Regions from separate parts of the Macaca mulatta genome. Here region 2 is linked to region 1. Evidence: chromatin contacts called from public Hi-C data. All regions are on one chromosome and are shown on one strand. The core of a region is the stretch at or near the end of the contact, and the rest is flanking DNA. Distances in the headings are between cores, read along the strand shown.

What was found. Hi-C and Micro-C count contacts between places; a contact is called where the count stands out from the background.
Region 2: a contact with region 1 is called in a Hi-C map of blood, with 2.0 times the contacts expected there. The contact joins the promoter of NATD1 here to the promoter of TMEM11 in region 1. A contact is called at or near these places in 2 of 14 Hi-C or Micro-C datasets (blood and cortical neurons).

Annotation. Positions count from the first base shown.
Region 1 is chr16:22,104,136-22,107,096 of T2T-MMU8v2.0, forward strand. TMEM11 (transmembrane protein 11) reads right to left here and starts at 1,414. Exons shown (of 2, transcript NM_001266370.1): 1 at 1,328-1,414. The coding sequence starts at 1,389.
Region 2 is chr16:22,146,278-22,149,542 of T2T-MMU8v2.0, forward strand. NATD1 (N-acetyltransferase domain containing 1) reads right to left here and starts at 1,561. Exons shown (of 3, transcript XM_015118822.3): 1 at 1,231-1,561. The coding sequence starts at 1,336.

The DNA.
Region 1 (2,961 bases), core at 164-2,663:
TTCTAAACAGGTTATTTCCTATTACTGTTTGCATTGAATATCTTGAAAATGTTTGCTAGTTTTTAAGGGCATCTGAAAACCACTGAGGTAACTTATTTAAATGGTCCAATCTAAGAAATACCAGGCGGGAGTTAAAAAAACAAAAGTGTGTTTACCACTGCTTTTCCAAGGAAGAGGAAATGCAGAATGGGCGACGTTGGCTAACTGGGCTCAAGAATAAAGTGCAAGCAAGCTAACGGACTCTATCACAACTGCCAAACAGGAAGAATCTTCCCAGCTGGGAAAGCCATCTGCAAGCAATAGCAATGAACACGGGATGGAATCAGTCATAGAAAAGGAATAATGCAGAGTAGTTGACAGGCAGAGAAATTTTCTGGTTAGACAATCTTCACCAAAGAGACGGGGAAAAAAACAACAACAGCAAAACCAAAACTTTCCTTTTTTGCTGACCGCTGCTGTTAACAATCAAGCTTTAGCGGATAGTTCATCCAGGTGGCTCCACCAATATACATCCTCTCCCAAAACTTCTAGCGGCTGAACAGCTTCTAGTGGCTTCCACTAGCTGAAACTGCTTCCCAGAAGCAAAAACTGCAACTTGAACATGTAACACGGAAACTACTCCAATCTCATCTTCTAGAAATCAGTTACTCAAATGGAGGTCTCTGTTGGAAGAAACACGCTCCTAGCTCCCTACCCACACACCATTCATTAGGAAAGGTCACTTTAATTGACTTCCACGGCAGGAGCGCTTGCACAGAACCATCCAAAAGTCTCCAGAATCGCCCCTCGAGGAAGTGGACGGCTCCGGGCCCGGAAGAGACACATGTGGTGGGAGCTAAAGCTCCCTGGTAAACGTGCAGATCAAACTACCCCTGCCGCAGCCGGCCTGCTCTGTGAAGGCTTCACCTTCTTTCTCTCTCCAGGGGCCCTGCCTTCCTCGCCACGTCGGGGGCCGCGGGCGAGATGGCCACGCGCGCGGCCAAGCGGGAAGGGTGCCGATCAGCCCGCGGCTAGGCGGGTCCCTGAGGCCTGCGCTGGGCGCCAGTTCCTCTCCGCACGGCCCGGCCTCGAGCCCCACCCCGCATGACCGCTGCCCACCTTACCCAGCCCGGCTAACGCCCCTTCCCCTAAGCTCTCCGCCGAAGCCTTCGACCTCGCTCCTACCCGGATCCCGGATCCTCCGGAACTGGAACCCCGTATGCCAGGCGGGGGTCGGGGGAGCCCGGGGATACCAGGGCAGGAAGGCTGCTGCAGCCCCCGGAGGCCGCGCTGGGCTCTCCGGCCCCTGAGCCGCCTGCACCGTGGGCAACAAGCCCTTGGATCTCACCTCTCTCGGGCGCTGCCGCCACTGCTGCCCGGGCCAAGACGCCTCCTTCCCCAAGCGGCCATCTTGGAGACACTCCGCTTGCCAACGTCTCGCGCCAAGGCGGCATCGGGAGAGCAGGCGGGCCGACGGGAAGTGTAGTCCGGCCCGCTGTCCCGGGACGCTCGGCAGGCGGAAGCCGGGCCTGGCGGAACTACCGCGCCCACAAGGCAGCGCGCCAGAAGCCCCGCCCCCGGGGTCGCCGGGGCCCGTAGTCCTTCTGCGAGGGCGCGAGGACCCCCAGGAGCAGTCCTGGGTTCAGACATTTTTGAAGAAACTGAGTTCCCGGCGTTCGCAGCCTGGGAGTCACAGGCGCCCACCCACCGGTAGGTCCTTGGGTTTCGAGAGCCAGCCAGCTGAAGGAGAGAGAAGAGGAAAGTGCCTACAACTCCCAGAGCACCGCGCGTAGGCGCCCGGCGCCGCCGTCCCGGCCCGCCAGGCCGCGTCTCCTGCCGGGGACCGCCGCGCTGTTTGCGGGCCTCTAGCGCCCGGCCCCTCCGCGTCGCCCCGCCTGCTCTTCACAGCCTTGGCCCATAAGGTCACCGAGGGGCGGGAGACGCCGCCCGGGTCCTCCTCGGAGTCAGGCGCTGCTCCCGCACCATCCCCCGCCCAATTCAGACTCCGGGGTACTTTGGGGAGGCCGAGACAGACACGCTGTCCCGGCTGCCACGGAGGTCCCTGCTTGCAGGTGCAGGCTGTTAGAGGAGAGGGTCTGAACGCAAGGAAGGGGAATAGCTGTATGATAACTGCTTGAAGGAGAGAGGGCCCTGCGACAGCGACAGCCCTGTTTCAGACAGGGCCTCCAGGCCTCAGACTCAGTCCCTGCCACGCACCCACTCTTGTCCTGTCCGCTGCGACGGCATAATCTCGGGATCTTTTTTTTTTTTTTTTTTTTTTTTTTGAGACGGAGTCTTGCTCTGTGCCCCAGGCTGGAGTGCAGTGGCCCGATCTCGGCTCACTGCAAGCTCCGCCCCCCCGGGTTCACGCCATTCTCCTGCCTCAGCCTCCCGAGTAGCTGGGACTACAGGCGCCCGCCACCTCGCCCGGCTAATTTTCTTGTATTTTTAGTAGAGACGGGGTTTCACCGTGTTAGCCAGGATGGTCTCGATCTCCTGACCTCGTGATCCGCCCGTCTCGGCCTCCCAAAGTGCTGGGATTACAGGCTTGAGCCACCGCGCCCGGCCAATCTCGGGATCTTTGAAAGCAGATGCGGGGCTAAACCATCCCACCTGACGGGAACCCTGCCCCAGGACCTGACATCTCCTTGTCTGGACACTGCTGTAACGAGTCAGTCAGGAAGGACTAACTGGAACCCAGAGATTCCCAGGTGCTGCTGCCTCAGACCTGTGGACTCTTTGGGGGATCTCTTACAGTTTGTAAACTTCTCAGTTCCTCTACTGCTCCCACACACAACGTTGCTAAACATATTAGTTGGCCCCATAAATACTTGAGCAAAACAAATGCAAAAATCTGCCCCAAATTCAGCCTAGAAGAAGTCCAGCCCGGCGTGTCACACTTCCGTGTAGTGGAACCCCCGTCCCCACCCACCGCAGGCCACAGCAGGACGGCCAGCAGAAGGAAAGGCGACCCTCTCATTG
Region 2 (3,265 bases), core at 311-2,810, 42 kb after region 1:
TGGGGCGAGGTGGGCCACAGGGAGTTCATGGCCCTGTTTTTGTAGTTTTGGGACCTCCTGAGCGGGATGGGCCAGTCAAAACTTCTCTACACCGGCTGGGCGTGGTGACTCACTCCTGTAATCCCAGCACTTTGGGAGACCATGGCAGGTGGATCACCTGAAGTCAGGAGTTCAAAACCAGCCTGGCCAACATGGTGAAAGCCTGTCTCTACTAAAAATACAAAAATTAGCTGGGCGTGGTGGTGGGTGCCTGTAATCCCAGCTACTCGAGAGGCTGAGGCGGGAGAATCACTTGAACCCAGGAAGCAGAGGTTGCAGTGAGCCGAGATTGTGCCACAGGAACTCCAGCCTGGGTGACAGAGTGAGACTCCGTCTCCAAAAAACAAAAACAAAAACTTCTCTACACTAAAGGAGGACTTGCCCTTGCTTTCTGGCTTCACGAATCACCATCCGGCCACAATTACCAGCACTTATTAATGCCCCACGAGCTGGTCTGATCCTTTACATTTGTCACAGTCTTTCATCCTTACAGCTAGCCAGTGGGGTGTGCACTGGTGTTATTCCCACTGCAGAGAGGGAAAAACTGAGGCACACAGAAGTGAGGCAAATGGCCAGTCCCAGAGCCACTGAAGTCTTGATAGTGATAGTCATCCCCCTCCAACACTCCCCGCAAGGGACCACAAGCCCCTTTTGCGGTCAGCCCCAGGTCCGCAGACCTCCCAAGTGTAGAAAGACTAAGATTCCCAGGGGCAGCAAGAAGCCATATAACACCCGCAGAAGGGGACAGGTCACCGCTGACCACCTTCCCAGGATCTCCAACAGGAGCCTTCAGTGGGTGCCCAACAGCCCTGAACAACTGGGCCTGAGCAGGTGCGGTTCCCCTGCGGCTGAGACTGGAGACCCGCGCAGCCCCAGCTCCTGCCTCTGCCTTTCCAGGGGCCCCTGTCCGCCCTGGCCCCTGTTCTCTCGGGTAGTCTGACCCCGCCCAGCCCGTTCCACTTCCCGGAGCGCCGACCGCGCCCCCACCTGGCCCCGAGGGCAACCCAGCTCGCGCCCGGAGCTCCGGCCGCCCGAGACCACCCCGCGGCGCACGCTCGCAACAGCCTTCCCGGGCGGCGGGCCGGGACCGGGCCGCGGGCGCGCGGGGGACGGGCGCCCAGAAAGGGGGCGGCCCCGGCGGGTCCCGCTCGCTCGCAGACAAAAGGTCGGGGCGGACCGGGGCCGCGTTACCGTTGAGCCGGACAGTGAACTGGCGGCGCCGGCGGTCGTGCTCCACGCGGATGGGGCAGCTCTGCTCCAGCGCGCCCAGCGGCACGGCGGCCGCCGAGTGCGCCATCTGCGCGCGGGGCTGCGGCGCTGGGACCCGGGCGGCGCCGGCGGGGGCCCGGACGCGCGGCGAGGGCCCGGGCGCGCGGCGGGGCTCGGGCGCGGGCGCAGGCGGCAGGCGGTGGGGTAGTTAGGGCCTGGGAGACCGCAGGCGGCGGCGCTGAAACTGACACTCGGCGGCGGCGGCAGCAACAAAAAGGAGGTGGGGGGGCCAGGAAATCAGCTGTGAGGTCACGTGCGGCGCGCAGCCAGTGGACGCGCGGCCTTTTTGTTTTGATACATTCCAGTCACCTCTTAAAGGGACCGCGCCGGCCGCGTTCCGCTCGCAGCCCCAAACAAAACAACACGGGACGCCGCCGGGCGCCGGGCTGCTTTTCCGTCCTGCGTTTGTCCCACGTGCAACTTTGGTACCCCTGCAAGGACCCTTCTTAAAAAGACGTAATAACCTGTATGGCAGCCACCATTTATTAAGCACTTGCTGTGTGCACGACCTGTGTACAGCAAAGCCCTGGAGCACAGGAAGCGCTCAGTAAACACTGCGCTGAAATTTATCACCAGAAACCTGAGAAATAGGTATGCTTGGCTACATTTTACAGTTGAGCAAATAGAAGCCTAAGGCAATGAAAGACATGCATGAATTCTCACGCAGTTAGTGCCCTAGGGCTACTGGTGCTAGGAGCACGTACCCACCCGTGTGCGCAGCCTGGGTGGCTACTGGCTCCTGGGAAGGAATTGTCCTGTGAAGCCTTGTTTGGGATAGAAGTGAAATGCCACCTCTCCCAAGGGAGGCGGAAATGCGGGAAGAGGCCTCGGGGATCCTTGGATCCACTCCACAGATGGGGAGGCTGAATCCCAGAAAGGGGCAGGGACTTGATTGAAGGCACACAGGACTCTTGGGGCTCAGACTTCTTTGAAAGGCGACTTAATTAGGCTCTTCAAGGCTCAACCTTAGATCCCAACCCTCCCCTCTCGTTCACCTGAAGGGGCACTCCTGTTGCCCATAGCTGTGCAGTGAATCACACAGGTTACTTTTAATATTTTGTTAATTACGGTGTAAGCTTCATGTTCATACCCGCGTGACCACCATCCAAATCAAAATACAGAACATTGCTGGTTTCCTAGGGCCCTCTTCCCAGCAATGCCCTACCCTTTGATTTAACCACTATCCCTGACTTCTAGCATTGTTGACTAATTAGGTTTCTCTAGACCATCATGTAAACAGAATCATACAATATGTACTATTTTATTTATTTATTTATTTATTTATTTATTTATTTATTTATTTATTTATTTTAAGACAGTCTCGCTCTGTTGCCCAGGCTGGAGTGCAGTGGCTTGATCTCGGCTCACTGCAGGGTCTGCCTCCTGGGTTCAAGTGATTCTCCTGCCTCAGCCTCCTGAGGAGCTGGGACTACAGGCCTACACCACCACGCTCGGCTAATTTTGGTATTTTTAGTAGAGACAGGGTTTCACCATGTTGGCCAGGCTAGTTTCAAACTTCCAACCTCAGGTGATCCATTCCGCCTTGGCCTCCCAAACTACTGGAATTACAGGCATGAGCCACCGCACCCAGCCCAATGTGTACTTTTGATGTCCAGTTTCTTTTGCTCAATATTTTATCTGTGAAATTCATCCCTGTTGTTGCATCTTTTTCACCACTGAGTAATTATTCCGTTGTGTTAACAAAAAAAGCCAAACTGTAAAATATTTGAAGAGCTTAATCTGAGCCAAATATGAGTGACTATGATCCTGGACACAGCCTCAAGAGGTCCTGAGAACATGTGCCGGAGGTGGTTGGGTTATAGCTTGGTTTTATACATTTTAGGGAGACAGAAGTTACAGGCAAAGACCTAACACCTGTAAGGTGTACATTGGTTCAGCCATCCAGAAGGTGGTGAGGGCTTACAAGTCATAGGTGTATTCAAATATTTTCTTTTTC